2 separate regions of the Sus scrofa genome follow, and region 2 is linked to region 1. A link is a contact called in public Hi-C data. All regions are on one chromosome and are shown on one strand. The core of a region is the stretch at or near the end of the contact, and the rest is flanking DNA. Distances in the headings are between cores, read along the strand shown. Region 1 overlaps DPYSL2 (dihydropyrimidinase-related protein 2). Region 2 overlaps DPYSL2 (dihydropyrimidinase-related protein 2).

Evidence for each region. A called contact is a pair of places that touch in the nucleus more often than the background predicts.
Region 2: a Hi-C map of alveolar macrophages shows a contact between it and region 1, with 3 times the contacts expected there. The contact joins two enhancer-like sites. A contact is called at or near these places in 26 of 47 Hi-C or Micro-C datasets (adipocytes, adipose tissue, alveolar macrophages and 12 more) and 2 of 2 datasets of contacts at active chromatin or transcription factors (alveolar macrophages and skeletal muscle).

Annotation. Positions count from the first base shown.
Region 1 is chr14:10,458,219-10,465,850 of Sscrofa11.1, reverse strand. The region is part of intron 1 of DPYSL2 (dihydropyrimidinase-related protein 2); the gene reads right to left. Among named protein-coding and RNA genes, the nearest start is that of DPYSL2, 33 kb to the right of the region's middle. Within about 2 kb of position 3,055, at least 12 of the 83 cell types and tissues checked have an H3K27ac peak or open chromatin away from gene starts, as enhancers often do. A contact at or near this core is called in alveolar macrophages, where this site is marked.
Region 2 is chr14:10,527,689-10,535,320 of Sscrofa11.1, reverse strand. DPYSL2 (dihydropyrimidinase-related protein 2) reads right to left here. Exons shown (of 14, transcript XM_001927801.6): 9 at 5,226-5,382; 10 at 4,161-4,302; 11 at 341-511. Among named protein-coding and RNA genes, the nearest start is that of DPYSL2, 100 kb to the right of the region's middle. Within about 2 kb of position 3,515, at least 1 of the 83 cell types and tissues checked has an H3K27ac peak or open chromatin away from gene starts, as enhancers often do. A contact at or near this core is called in alveolar macrophages, where this site is marked.

The DNA of each region.
Region 1 (7,632 bases), core at 1,806-4,305:
CAAACAAGTAAAGAATGAGAGTCACATTAATTTAAAACAAAATAACTTCTAAGTATATTATTTGCTTATTTTCTTTCTGTTCTCCTGCTCCTGAATTGCTTGATCTTAATGGCTTTAACTGCACTTTGTTATTCATCAGTTGGCCAGTTGAATGTTTTGCTTTGTAATAAAAGTTCTCAAGAGCTTATTTGTCCATCTTACTTGTATCAGTCTTATTTCTGGCCTCACTGACAGGAGGTTCCCTAGTCCATGATAATTGACATTACCACTCATAAACATCCAAAGGTGTAAGGTTTAAATTGCTTTGTCTGTTCTGAGTAGAGCCTCGGCATATTTGGCACATAGAAGATGCCAAATAGTTTTAACTGATCTAGGAAAAGAACTGTCAGCAATCTGCATTTCTTACCACACTTATCGCTCAATACAATGCAGAGTAGAGGATGTAGGGAAAATTTTCCACCCACTGATTGACTTATATATTTACAGTATTTTTTGCCTTTGGACAAACACTCAATGACAATTGCCTTTAAAGTTATAAACCATGGCCCCTGAGCCAAATATGTGAACTGATTCTCAGGCATGACTTTTCTGAATTTTTTAAAAAAATCACAGCACTCTAAGCTGGCCTATTCCACATCACAACCCCGTCCCAGAGCCCCTGCCTTCCCATACTCCTCCCCTAACACCCTGAAGAGCAAGAAGTGGTAAATAAGAGTGGGTTAGTGAAAGAGTTCTATCCCAGGCCCCCTGGTGATCTGGAGGAAGTGAGAACCTGCCTTGTGATCCAGGAGTGAGTTCTATTCAGGTGCTATGACCACAGCCTCTCTGCTCCTCATTACCCATCCCCAGGCAGGGATACACATACCCACCAACAGGTGCCTTCTCAAATCCGGGCCTGCCCTGCGCTGCTCCCTCTACGTGTCCCTCAGCTCTTCCTCTCTCTTCCTCTAAGGGTGAGCTGAAGTGTCACCTCCTCGGTGGGTGCATCTGCCCCATCCGCCCTCTAAAGTGTCCAGTACGGCTTCCTGTGTTCACCTCTACTGTAACACACAACCTGTCGCATCGTAATGATTTATCCATTTCTTCTATTACAGTCTGGCTCCCAGAAGCTAAAAGCCTTGCAATTCTCTTTTTTTCCAGTGACCAGCATGCCACCTGATCCATGGCGGGAGCCTCAACATTTACTGCATAAACAAATACTGTCATTGCTATTGCAAGAAACGAAGGTTCTCCCACGTCCCTGCCGAGATGAACTGGGAAGTCAGCAACGTCCCCAACCTAGGCCTTTCTCTTAGCGCTGCCACCCAGCTTCTCTCCTCCAAGTCCCTGGAACTGCATGAGACCTTGTGCGCATGCAGCTTATTATTCCTGACATAGGGATAGCTGCCTGGATTTTAAGCTACACCTCCCCTAAGTAAAACTGCCACATAACACCAAGCCTGGGAAAACATGGGAAGAGAACATCCAATTCCAAAATGACTCCAGCATCAGACAGGGAATCTCTAATCATTTTCTCTCTGCACCAATTTCTTCAATTGTTTCTTTCTCTCCCTTCCCTTCGTGCGTGTATGCCTGTATTATACCATTCATCATCTCATTCCATCTTCACTCTCTGCCCTCACCTATAACCAGGTGATCATGGTTTTCCTTCCATGTCAACAGTGAGCTCACAGAGTCTAAGAACTCCCTTTTTCTTCCTTTTTTTTTTAGGGCTGCATATGCGTCATATGGAGGTTCCCAAGCCAAGGGTCCAATTGGAGCTGCAGCTGCCAGCCTACACCACAGCTACAGCAATGCCAGATCCGAGCCCCATCTGCAACCTACATCACAGCTTGTGACAACACCAGATCCTTAACCCACTGCATGAGCCCAGGGATCAAACCCGAATCCTCACGTACACTATGCCAGGTTCTTAACCCACTGAGCCACAATGGGAACTCCCTCTTTCAAAATCATACTCATCTCTTATGCTATGATGGGGCCAACAGAGTAGGGGCTCAAGAAGGATGAGGTGTATGGATAGATGAGTGACGACACCCAGTCGGGACTTTTGAGATGTTCCCGTCCTACAACCTGAGGGGAACTGGGGGTGGAGGGTGCAGTACTGTCACTCAGGCACTCTGGAGTGACTGGGTTGCTTTCAGTTCCTCAGCACCGTGGGCAGCACTGTCCATCCCACCACTGCACTTGGTTTCATCTTCCCCCTTTGCAGAGAGGGGAGTAATCATTTCTGCTTCTGTGCCTGCCACCCCAGGCCTCTGTGGAAGTGGGACCTTCAGGATGCCACCGAGCAGGGCACGTCCAAATAGAAACTGCTAGCGAAGGAGAGGAGAGTCCAAGTCCCCACTCTGCAGCAGAACTGATGCCAAGGGCTGTGGCTTCAAAGGCAGCCTGCAGAGGTTAAAATGAAATGCAGTGGCAAAGAGAAAGGACTGGAATTCTGCTCTGCCAAAAACCAAGGGCACCAACTAGGACACTGAACTGGAAATGATGCTGCTTCTTTGTGGCTGGAATCGGGCCATGACAGTCATTTGCTTTGTGCCTGTAACCCTGAAGGGGTGCAGTCTGCAGAGAGCCAGCCAAGGACCAACGGATCCAAGCCCGCCCACTGCCCTCCCCAGTGGCTGTGTCCTTTACGGGGGGCACAGAGTGGGGACCCACTGAGGGCCAGCAGTCACTGGCCCTCTGAGCCCTACATTGATTTTGCTGAAACTGGAAAGACTGCTGGTCAACTCCAGGCTGTGAAGCATCCTGAGGAAGTCCTTACTCTGAGAAGAAGTAAGTTTCATCAAATCTTGTTGGACATCAGGCTCAGAGGAAAGCGTGCACTTCATAAAATCTCATAGACGTGGCTTTCTCCTCTTATCTCCAGCTGGCACACAATTTCCCCCCCCCCCCCACTCACCCACAATGGTCCTTGCCTGACTCGTACAGCACTCTCTGTGGGACTACAGGTTTTCGTTAGGGTCTTTTTGTCAGCACCCAGACAGCCAGCATCTCGATCTGGCCGTCATGCCTCAGGCCTGCCCTCTGGTGGCGAATGAGGAGAGTGGTTCTGGTGCCCTTGGTCCATGTCTGGTGTGATGGATGACTCAGGACTAAAGGAAAAGGCCTTGGAGACACTTATTACAGCGATCCTGGGTCTTAATCACCTGGAGTGACTTTATCTCTGCATCACCATCATCTGAGGCCCCAGCGCAGACTTGTTGATTAGAATCTCCGGAGATAAGGCCCAGGAATGTTTTTAAGCTATTTTCTCTCTGGTCTCTAGACCACCCCCGCTCTCCTTTTACAGAAGAGGAAGTTGGGAGAATGTGAATGAAAATGCAGGTCTCAGAGTTCCCTGGTGGCCCAGCAGTTAAGAATCCTGTGCCATCACTGCTGTGACTCAGGTTCAGTCCCTTGCCCAGGAACGTCCACATGCTGAGGTTGCAGCCAAAAAAAAATTAAAAATAAATAAATAAAATGCACATCTCACTCCCTACCTGGGACTTTCCTCTCCCCAAAGTACATTGATGTCCTGCTCTTTATCCAGTGGGAACACCTAATGAGAGAGTGGTCACTGTTATCATCACTCTCTATTTGTCTTTCTATTTTATTTTTTTGGCCACGCCCTTGGCACATGGAAACTCTCAGGTCAGGGATCAAAACCCAGCCACAGCAGCCACCCGAGCCACTTCGGTGACAATGCCAGATCCTTAACTCACTGTGCCATCAGGGAATTCTTGCCTTCTAGTCAAGTCACTGTCGTATGTCAGCGAGGAGGGAAGTGACACTCATCGAGTACCTACCATAGTCTAGGTACAGCACAGGGTGCTTTAAATACCTCTTACTCAACCCTCCCCAAAATCTTACTAGCTAAGTCTCCATATCCTGATATTCTAGACAGGAGAGTAAAGCTACTCTTGTTCAAGGCCCAGGTTCACATAGGAGCAAGAGCAGGATTCCTTTTTTTTTTTTTTTCCCATCTTTTTGTCTTTTGAGGGCCACACCTGCAGCATATGGAGGTTCCCAGGCTTGGGGTCTAATCAGAGCTGTAGCCACCGGCCTCCGCCAGAGCCACAGCAACGCGGGATCCGAGCCGTGTCTGCGACCTACACCACAATCCCTAACCCACTGAGCGAGGCCAGGGATCGAACCCACAACCTCGTGGTTCCTAGTCAGATTCATTTCCACTGCGCCACAATGGGAACTCGAAGAGCAGGATTCTAACCCAGGTCAGTGTGGTGACGCCAAGCCCAAAGCGTTCATTCTTTAAATGATGAAAAAACTTGTTTAGCAGAAAACAGGACCCACCCTGACAGAGGGGGCACAGGTGGTCTGAGGACCCATTCTTCACCCTGTTCACAGTCCCTGGTGCCCAGAACTTCCATCCATCCCCTGGGACCTGTGTGTCTCACTTAACATGCCCCTTGTTCCCCAGTTAATTCTCCATCTCTTTCTTTCCTCATCACACAACAGGATTCAGTTTCTCTCAGTGGTCCAGTTTTCTTCTCATCGGAAACGTGATAGAGTAACACCAAAGTTAAAATGAGCAGTGAATCAATGTGCTGCCCCTTAGCTGACAGGTGAAGACCTTGATGGACTGTTTCCACAAATAAAACGCAAACTGTCACTTCCGCCTTCCCCTCCCCAGGCTTCCTGGGCTCCCCTGCCGCTGCCCCCACTCTGCTGCAGAGGGGCCCCATGGTTTCCTTCTGTTTCCTTACAGAATTTCCTCTCCTCCCATTCTTGGCAGGGCCAGATCCTTCTCACTCTTCAATACCCTCTTCGGGGACCCCTGCCTTGCCCACCTGCCCTGAAGTCAGCCCACCTGTTCATCACTATCCCCTGTTTCAGCACCAAATCCTCAGCAACAATGATCACAAGTTGGAAGTACTTCTGTGCATTGTTTACTTAGGGGCTTCAGTTTCTCCCCCTCAGCTGCAAACTCCCTGCGTGACCTTATTCTCCACCCTACTCAGCACGGACCTCACAAGTCTCAGTAAACACGAGCTGAATGAGCAAACCTAATGGCACCAGCTTCCTAAGGACCCCATGCAGGCATCCTCCCGTGACCCGGCCCTGCTGAGCCAGTTCCCAGCCTAGGTGACCACCTCTGCCTCCCTGATGTAAATCCTGGGGTGTTTTTGTCTTTTTGCCATTTCTTGGGCCGCTCCCGTAGCATATGGAGGTTCCCAGGCTAGGGGTCGAATCGGAGCTGTAGCCACTGGCCTACGCCAGAGCCACAGCAACGCAGGATCCGAGCCGCGTCTGCAACCTATACCACAGCTCACGGCCAACACCAGATCCTTAACCCACTGAGGGAGGCCAGGGATAGAACCTGCAACCTCATGGTTTCTAGTCGGATTTGTTTCCACTGCCCCACGATGGGAACTCCAACCCTGGGTTTTTAAAATGCCAGAGGGCAAGACTTGGCCTCCTTGGTTTGGGTTCCAGTTATCCATGGCAGAGAAGATTCCCCACCCCGGGATCTGTCCTTCAGTGGCATCCTAGTGCTCAGCTGTGCCTGCAGGGCCAGCTGTAGGAACTACAGTTGGGTTCCTGTTTCCAAGCTCACCCTTCAGGCTCGGGCTCCCCCACACCCAGAAATACAACCAATCCTCATCACCTGATCCCTCTTTTATTCAGAAGCTGTGTCAGTGCCCCCAAGGGCTGAGAAAAGGGGGGAACTCTGGGCCCAGGGAGTGTCAATAATATTTTAGGAGTTTAAGACCCTTAAAAGAAACCAGCCATGTTCAAATACCGAGAACTACTTACTGATTCAGAAACACTCCATGCCTCTTGCCTATTTGTTCAAACAGGGTCCCTAGAGACCTCTTTGGGGCGATTTATTAGCTTAGTCTGTGAATTCTTGGAAGCAGTCCATGTCGGATATTGTAAAGATTTCAAGAAACACTGAATTTCCCTTTAATCAGATTGGGGGGCCTCTCCCCCTTCCCTCCTCTCCCCCGTGCCTGCCCAAGGCTTGTTTTCGAGTCAGCCAGAGGTTATTAAACACGGTATGCCGCCCAAGGAGGCCAAGGGGAAACGACGAGCTGAGCTCACGGTCCCCAACTCCACACGCACAGCCCCTCCACGCACTGCAAGTTGATGTGAGGCCATCGTTGAGACACGCGTGCTTCGCCAGCTCCAGAAAAGTGTGCCACCCGGCCCTAGGCCTAGGCTGGGGGCTCTGTGGCCCCAGTGTCACCCATCCAAAGACAGCACATTCAGCCTCCCTCCAGAAACAGAAGGGGACCCCAGTGGACACAAGCCAGTTAAGGGAGTGAGTGAAGGATGAAGAGCCGACGGGAGCTGTGCTGGGGGCAGACTATTCGTCAAGTGTGCGGGCTTGAGACCAGATTCTATGTCCCACAGGCCATGTGGACTTAGTGTGGGCACTGTGGAGAAGCCAAGGGAGGAATCGGAGCACCTGCCCTTGTCCACCCTGCCTCAGGAGTCTCCGTCTGTTCCTCAGGAATTGAGAAATGGAGTGAAATTAGTAAAGGGCCACTTTGGAGGGACTGGGCAGGGAGAGGGAGGAGGTGATCCTGGAGCCCCGAGAGGCTAAGGGAGGAGGCACCCTTCCTCTCTCCTCTCCATCACACACCACCGCCTTCCTTTGAGGTGTCATCATCTTTCACACGCCTAACTAACTGGGACCCTGCTTCTGGGTCTTATTCTGTCCTGAAGTCAGAGTACTTTGTCCAAACTCCCAATCTGACCGTGTTCCTCTTCTGCTTATAATGCTTTGCATGGCTCCATAATACCCGTGCGATAAAGTCCAAAATCTTTAGCACGGCATCCAGGCTCTGGGAGTAATCCAGCTCACTTCTCAGGCATTTTTATGCCCTCTGCAGCCCTATCTTACATCCCACGCTCTGGCCACACCAGACTCTTCACTTCCCCTGCATGTGGCCTCTGTGTCTGTGCTCAGATCTCATTCTCTCCCAACACAGCCATCCCCTCTCTGACCCCTCACACTGTCACCTCCTCTGAGCAGCCATTCCTGAGCCTCCAAGTAGAGCCGACCACTCCTTCTGCTGTGCACCACTGGGTTTCTGGGAAGACATACAACAAAGAATCCGAAACAGTTTTCTGTACCTGTTTCTTTAGACAATAAGTTTCTTGAGGGCAGAGATGACCCTTTTTTTTGGCACTCACCATAGTGCTTTGCATACAGTAGGCACAGCACAAATTCTGAAAGAATGGATGGGTGGGTTTATGTGTGGATGAATGGATGAGTGGATGGATGGATGGATGGATGAGTGAATAGATGGATGAATGGATGTTTGGATGGATGGATGACAAATGGATGAATGAGTGGATGGATGGGTGGGCAAATGATAATTGATGATGGATGGATAGACTGGTGGGTTAAGGATAGATACAAGAATAAATGAATAAGCCCCTTGAATAAACGTCCCAGTAATAAAATATAGTTACATTGGAACTTGAGACTAAAATGACCTCCAAAGGTATAAAATTCATAAGCAGGCTCTGTCTTGGGCCCCAACCATTTAGTGAAAGCTCCCAGGAGGGCCGATGGGCATTCATGACAATCATCTCTCCTAACAGAGGAGCCTGTGGAACTATGACTAAGGCCTGGGTGCCCTAACTTGCTACCAGCAAGAATATGACTAGGAACCA
Region 2 (7,632 bases), core at 2,266-4,765, 69 kb before region 1:
GGTGCTGCATCAAACTATTAAAATGGAATGCTGTCTGACTTCCAGAAGCTTCTGATGGCCAGGCATGACAGCCAGAGACTCTAAAGGTCCATAGATAGAGATGTCTATGCAAAGAGATGCTACCATACTCCAAAGTGAGGAAGAGATTAACAGTCTCACTGACCTCACTAAAGAAAAGGAAAGCTGTTTTTCTTAGCAACGTGCAAGTTATCACATCTCCTGGGGGAAAGTTCACTCCTATCACAGAGTTCTTTTTGTAAATCCAGGGGAATTGCCCCACCTGTCACTTTCTGTGACTGTAATTCATTTGGGTTGGGTCCACGAAGTGACCAGGGCTTACGCTATTATGGGTCTTGGCAGAGATGGTTTTCACGCTGTCCGGGTCCCAGATGACCAAGTCGGCATCGGATCCTACAGCGATGCGGCCTTTCCGGGGGTACAGGTTGAAGACTTTGGCTGCGTTGGTGCTGGTCACAGCCACAAACTGGTTCTCATCCATCTTCCCAGTGACCTGAGGAGGACAATCACACACACACACACCCCAAAAGCAGGTTAAAAAGTTGAAATGTTTTAGCAATAAAAAGGAACACATATCTGATACACATGGCAACGTGGATATTAGGGGGCACTGTGCTAAATGAAAAAGGCAACCTCCAAAGGTCACCAACTGTATGATTTCATTTCTATCACATCTTCAAAATAATCAAGTGACAGAGCTGGACGACAGACAGATCGGGGTGAGATGGAGATCCCTCCAGGGGTTAGGGGCAGGTGTGACGATAAAAGGGCAGCAGGAAGGGGATCTCTGAGGTGACAGAGGACATCTGTGTCCTAATTGCACTGATGATGGCATGAATCTACCTATGACAAAATGATACAGAACTATACACACATCACTGCACTGCTGGTCTTGGGTGTGGATATCACGATGATTATGTAAATGAAATGACAGGGGAAACCGGATGAAGGACAGACAGGACTCCTCTGCTCTGTCTTTGCACATTCCGCCCAATCTATAATTACTTCAAAGTAAAAAGGTTTTAAGGAGCTCCCACCGTGGCGCAGCAGAAACGAATCCTCCTAGGAACCATGAGGTTGCGGATTCGATCCCTGGCCTCGTTCAGTGGGTTAAGGATCAAGCGTTGCTGTGAGCTTCGGTGTAGATCACAGATGCGGCTTGGATCTGGCGTTGCTGTGGCTGTGGTGTAGGCCTGTGGCAACAGCTCCGATCAGACCCCTAGCCTGGGAACCTCCATATGCCTCAGGTACGGCCCTAGAAAAGACAAAACAAACAAACAAACAAACAAACAAAAGAAAACAGAAAGAAAAGCTTTTAAAAAATTGAAGGGGCTGCAATGCCTTTTCAGGAAACATCCCTTGGCTGGAACAGCTGTCCCTTTCAAAGACACAGATGCAGACCTTAGATCTATCCAATGAAAGCATGTCTGTCAGCCTCTGGCCCCTGTAGCTTATCCTGGATACCAATCACTTTCCCCATGTCCTGCCCCACACTGTCTCATCTCCACCACTTATGCTCCACGTCCCTTTAAAATGCAGGATCTGCCGCATTACCATGAGCTGTGGCGTAGGTCACAGATTCAGCTCGGATCTGGCATTGCTGTGGCTATGGTGTATGGTGGCTATGGCTCCAATTTGAACCCTAGCCTGGGAACCTCCATATGCCACAGGTGTGGCCCTAAAAAGATAAATAAATAAATAAATGCAGGATCTGAGGAGATAAATGCATCTCTCCGAGTTAGGAAACCTGCTCTAAATCCAATAGAAAAGTGGGCAAAGGAAATAAGCAGGTAGCAGAAAGGAGAAAAAAATACAAATGACCAAAAGCAATAAAAGAAATACTTGCTCTCATGAAAAATTGAGAAGAAATGTAAAACAGTGAGACACAAAATTCACAATCCAATCGGTGATACTTTCAGAGGGGGGTTGTTATGTTTTGTTTTGTTGTTTTTGGCCAGGCCCACAGCCTGTGGAAGTTTCTCGGCCAAGGATCAAACACAGGGCACAGCAGTGATCTGGGCTGCTGCGGTGACAACACTGGCTACTTAACCCACTGTGGAACTCCCTGGGTTTTCTTGATAATAACACCAATTCAGACCTGGTGGAAGTAACTGGAAATACCTTTATACTGTAGGCAGCATACAAATTGGTGCACTCTTTCTAGAGGGAACTCTGACAATATATATCAAAAGCCTTAAAAATATGCACACCTTTGACCCAGTAATACCACTTCTAGAAATTTCTCCTTCTAGCGTCATTAAAGATGTGTCTAAGGAGGTATCTATAAGGATGTTCATCCCAGTAAGAAAATCAAAAACAAAATAAAGGGTCAACCAAAGAATTACAGATGAATTACACCTCAGCATTAAGATGGAATGGTCTGCTATTAAAAACCAAGTTTTTCAAGTATGATTAAGGATACGTAGACTTCTTCATGAAATACATTTTTTAAAAGATCAGCCGGCTATGGAGTTCCCGTCATGGCGCAGTGGAAATGAGCCCAACTAGGAACCATGAGGTTGCAGGTTCGAAGCCTGGCCCTGCTCAGTGGGTTAAGGATCTGGCGTTGCCATGAGCTGTGGTGTAGGTCGCAGACACAGTTTGGGTCCCGCGTTGCTGTGGTTGTGGCATAAGCCAATGGCTACAGCTCTGATTCAGCCCCTAGCTTGGAAACGTCCATATGCTGCAAGAACAGCCCTAAAAAGCAAAAAAAAAAAAAAAAAAAAAAGACAGGCTACAAAAATAGTATATATGATGCCAGCATTATTTACACACACGCACACACGTATCATGTACATACACATGCATCCTCTCACTGGCAAAAAATGAAAGATCCGCCAAAATGTTCATGGTAGTTGTATCTGAAACAGTGTTAATTGCTTTTTATTTACTTTCTTATTCTTTTTTTTTGTCTTTTTAGAGTCACGCCCGCAGCATATGGAGGTTCCCAGGCCAGGGGCTGAATTGGAGATGTAGCCTACACCACAGCCACAGCAAAGCCACAGCAAAGCCACAGCCACAGCAAAGCCACAGCAAAGCCACAGCAAAGCCAGATTCGAGCCTAGTCTGCAACCTACACCACAGCTTACAGCAACACTGGACTCTTAACCCACTGAGTGAGGCCAAGGATCGAACCTTCATCCTCATGGATACTAATGGATACTAGTCAGATTCCTTTCTGCTGAGCCATGATGGGAACTCCACAACTTCCTTATTCTTTTTGCAATAAGGATATATGGTTATGTATATAATTGAAAACACTCATTAAGAAACAGAAAACATATTGTTATTACATTTCAAACTATTAAAAAAAACAAGGTCAGTGTATGTTCAAAGCAGGCCTGCCAGAAGCCGGGAATGGAAATGAACACTAAGCCCCAAGAGTCCGAAAGACAGTTTTAAGGAAATTGAGTCCATTTCTAAAAGTAGAAGATTAAGTAAGCCACCAGGTTGCTAAGGAAGCTCTGATCAAAAGCGTCATTCCTTCCTTTTTTTTTTGGCTGTGACATGCAGCGGCTTGATGTGGGATCTCAGTTCCCAGACTAGGGAGTGAACCCAAGCCATAGCAGTGAAAGCACCAAATCCTAACCACTCGACCACCAGGGAACTCCCAAGAGTCATACTTTAAAGACCAGGTTTTTTTCAGTCTATACTGGTAGAAAGATGAAAACAATGAGAAATGCATATGCGATACTTAGGAGGAAATCACCTAGGAGGTGTGGTCTTAGATTTCCAAACCTAAGAAACATTGTAGGAGTTCCCGTCGTGGCGCAGTGGTTAATGAATCGGACTAGGAACCATGAGGTTGCGGGTTCGGTCCCTGCCCTTGCTCAGTGGGTTAACGATCCGGCGTTGCCATGAGCTGTAGTGTAGGTTGCAGATAGCGGCTCGCGTTGCTGTGGCTCTGGCATAGGCCGGCGGCTACAGCTCCGATTAGACCCCTAGCCTGGGAACCTCCATATGCTGCAGAAGCGGCCCAAAGAAATAGCAAAAAGACAAAAAAAAAAAAAAAAAAAGGAAGCATTGTAACCCAAGTACCAGTTTCTAGAATTTTCTCAATTACCATTTCAAGGCCCCCAGGAGACCCAAGACCTTCCGGTGAAAGCTGAGCCCCGCCCATTCGTGAGACCAGCACTCCTTACCACAGCCTTATCCCAGATGATGGACATCCTCTCCTCCGTGCCGTTGGTACCCTCAGGGATCAGGGTGAAGTTGTCCTTCCCTACGGCCTTCTGGGCAGTGTTGAAAGTACAGTGGGCGCTGCCAGTGACCTGCAGGTCTCCACTGCAAGGAAAACATACGACTGGCTTTCTCACTAATCCTTGACCTCACATCATCCTTTTTTTTTTAATGGCCACACCCAAGGCATATGGAAGTTTCCAGGCCAGGGATTGAATCCAAGCTGCAGCTGCTGGCCTATGCCACAGCTGTGGCAACACTGGAAACTTTAAACCACTGTGCCAGACCGGTGATTGAACCTGCGCCTCTGCAGCAACTTGAGCCACTGCAGTCAGATTCTTAACTCACGTGCCACGGCAAGAACTCCCTGAACGTATTTTTTCTTTTTTTCTTTCTTTCTTTTTTTTTTTTTTTTGGTCTTTTTAGGGTTGCACCTGCGGCATATGGAGGTTCCCAGACTAGGGTCAAATCGGAGCTGTAGCTGCCGGTCTACACCACAGCCACAGCAACACTGGATCCAAGCTGCATCTGCAACCTACACCACAGCTCACGGCAATGCCGGATCCTTAACCCACTGAGTGGGGCCAGGGATCGAACCTGCGTCCTCATGAATGCTAGTCAGACTCATTACTGCTGAGCCATGACGAGAACCCCTGAGTATATATTTTAATGTGCCAGGCCACCGAAAGTTTCTGAAATGGTCTATCTCCCCTCAGGAGATAGAAAATTCAGGAAGATATAGACTGATCCTGAAGATTTACTCTAAAGCTGAATCTCTAGATCTGCTCTGTGGCTGGCGTATCTTACAAGTGACACGGTACCACAGTGGTCCTTTAGCTCCCTCATTCATCCTCTTTGACTGACTTTCCAGATGGCCTTGGTCTTTATCCAGAATCCCCCTGGAAGCATCAAGTTTGGAGAACCAAGCCTCTGGGTTTGCTTTTGCCCACCCCACTGTTACCCACGAGGTCGGCCTGCTCTGAGGAAAGACCAAGAAGGGAAGATGGGAACCTGTCACGGACACTCACCAGGATAGCAGGGAGTTCAGAAAGTCCGGAGTAGTGGGGTCGGGGCTCAGGGGTGGGGAGGTGACGAAAGCAGCAGCCTTGGCCCAGTTCTTGCTCCAGTAGTGGGAGCCATCCGTTCCCAGGCTAGCGGTGATGGGCTCGCCATACACAACGGTTCCTGACAAACAGAAGGCACAGCTGAGTGCGACACAAGGAGGGAAGGAGGAAACCACCGTTGCTGGGGCCAATCCCTGCTGAGGGTTTTCACCGTCCCTTCAAAGAAGGTGCCAGCCTATTCTCACAGCCGAGGAACTTGGAGGAAGTCAAATACCCCAGCCGCCCAAACACCGATCCAACGAGTGCTCCCTAAGATTTCACCTGTGACCGCTGCGCTTCTTTATTTTGCTTTTCTGGGCCACACTTACAGCATAAGGAAGTTCCCCGGCTGGGGGATGAATTGGAGCTGCAGCTGCTGATCTCTGCCACAGCCACAGCAATGCTGGATCCTCAACCCGCTGAGCAAGGCCAGGGATGGAACCTGCATCCTCATGGATACTAGTCCGGTTCTTAATCCAATGAGCTACAATGGGAACTCCCAGCCCCTTCGCTTCTAACTCCGCCCACTCTCCCCAAATGATCCCAAACATTCCACCTCCTCTTCTGTTGGTTCCCAAATCTAGGAACAATCTCCAGCTCAGACTGCATTCAAGCAGCCAATCCCAAGTATTGTCTGAACTCTTTATTCTGGGGTGCTCCAGGGCACCTCACACTTAACCCCCTGCTCTCCCAAAGTCCCCCTGACCTTCTCCTAGGGTCCAGCTCTGGGGTAGTGGGCTGAGAGAGGAGAAGAGGTGTGTCATCAGTGGGCAGAAGCACTTAAGAGCCAGCACAGAGCCCTCGAGATCCACCCAAGAGACAGCCTGGATCCGAGTCACCCCCTTGAGGGCCGAGAAGTAAAGGACTTTGCACAGTTACTGAGATTTCAGCATCTGGAGAAGCCTAGCCTAACTCAATACACTGTCAAGAAAGAATGTCAATTTCTTGAGGCCAAAATCATGTCCTCTCATATCCATCTACTCAGGCAGAAGCCAGAAAGTTGAGAACCATTTATACCCATCAGATGTCAATGCTTTCATGCCTTAAATACATCCTTTCTTTCCACTCTGTGCACCTTCCTCTAAGCCTTCATCACTTCTCCCCAGCTCACTCCACAGAGGCCCCCCCCAACCAGGGTTCAGATTTATTTTTGCTTTCCCAACCTCCTTCCCCACCTCTTCATCCGTTCTCCATGATACTTGCAGGGGGTGCTTCCTAAATATAACCTTTCCGTGCCCTTCTTTTCCTCTCAAGGGGCCCTTCTGCCTTCAAAGAGAGAAACAACCTTCTCACGGAAGCATCTTAGGCTTTGCATTCCCCAGCCTCATATCAAAGCTGGTCTCCTCTTTAATGTCATCCCAAACTCCATCCTGTCCTCCACTCCAACAATCTAATAGTCACTGAGTTTTAAATTTTTTTCTTTTCAAAAAAAAAACCATGGCATATGGACGTTCCCAGGCTTGGGGTCTAATCAAAAATATAGCTGCCGGCCTACACCACAGGCACAGCCACACGGGATCCCAGCCAAGTCTGCGATCCCCACCACAGCTCATGGCAACACTGGATCTTTGACCCACTCACTGATCCAACCCAGGGATGGAACCCGCACCCTCATGGATACTAGTTGGGTTCATTACCACCGTGCCCCAATGGGAACTCCCTGAGTTTTAAATTTTTTGACTCTCCACTGGATGAAGGGGAAGAGTCCAGAGACTAAGGAAAACGACTCAGCCTGCACACAGGAGGCACTCAATAAACATGTGCTGAACTGATTGAAGGGTGTGTATTTGATTAAGCAAAGACATCAGAGCCAGAATCTGATCTCAGACCAGCCTTACTGCCACTGAGGATTCACCTCCTCAACCGTCCCCCGCACGGGGCACCCTCAGTCCCCACAGTGGTCCTGTCAAGAGGGTCTTTTTCTCCAAACCCTCGAGGCCCAACACTTCTCAGTCTGGAATGTGTCTCTTTGCCACCCCATGGCCCTTCCCAAAGGCTTGTCTCTGGATAACCCAGCACAACACCCACCAGGGAGGCAGCTGCCCTGAGGGCTGGCTCCGTGAGCTCCCCCTCCAGCTTCAGGAATCTCACAAAGGACTCTCTGTCCTGCCAGCGACGGTCAAGGGCCATGGCAGGGAGCGACTTGAGGAAACCAGGGACGATCCCCAAGAGGAAGGGAGGGCTGCAGAGAAAGCTTCACCCTGAAGGAAGCCCCCAGGAAGAGGAGGGCCAATGCTCAGCATCACCAGGGTCTCTGATCTATGCCTCCCAGGCAGGACCAGGTCCGAGAAGCCAGTTGGGCAGCTGCACAATCCACTCCAGCTCATCCTCA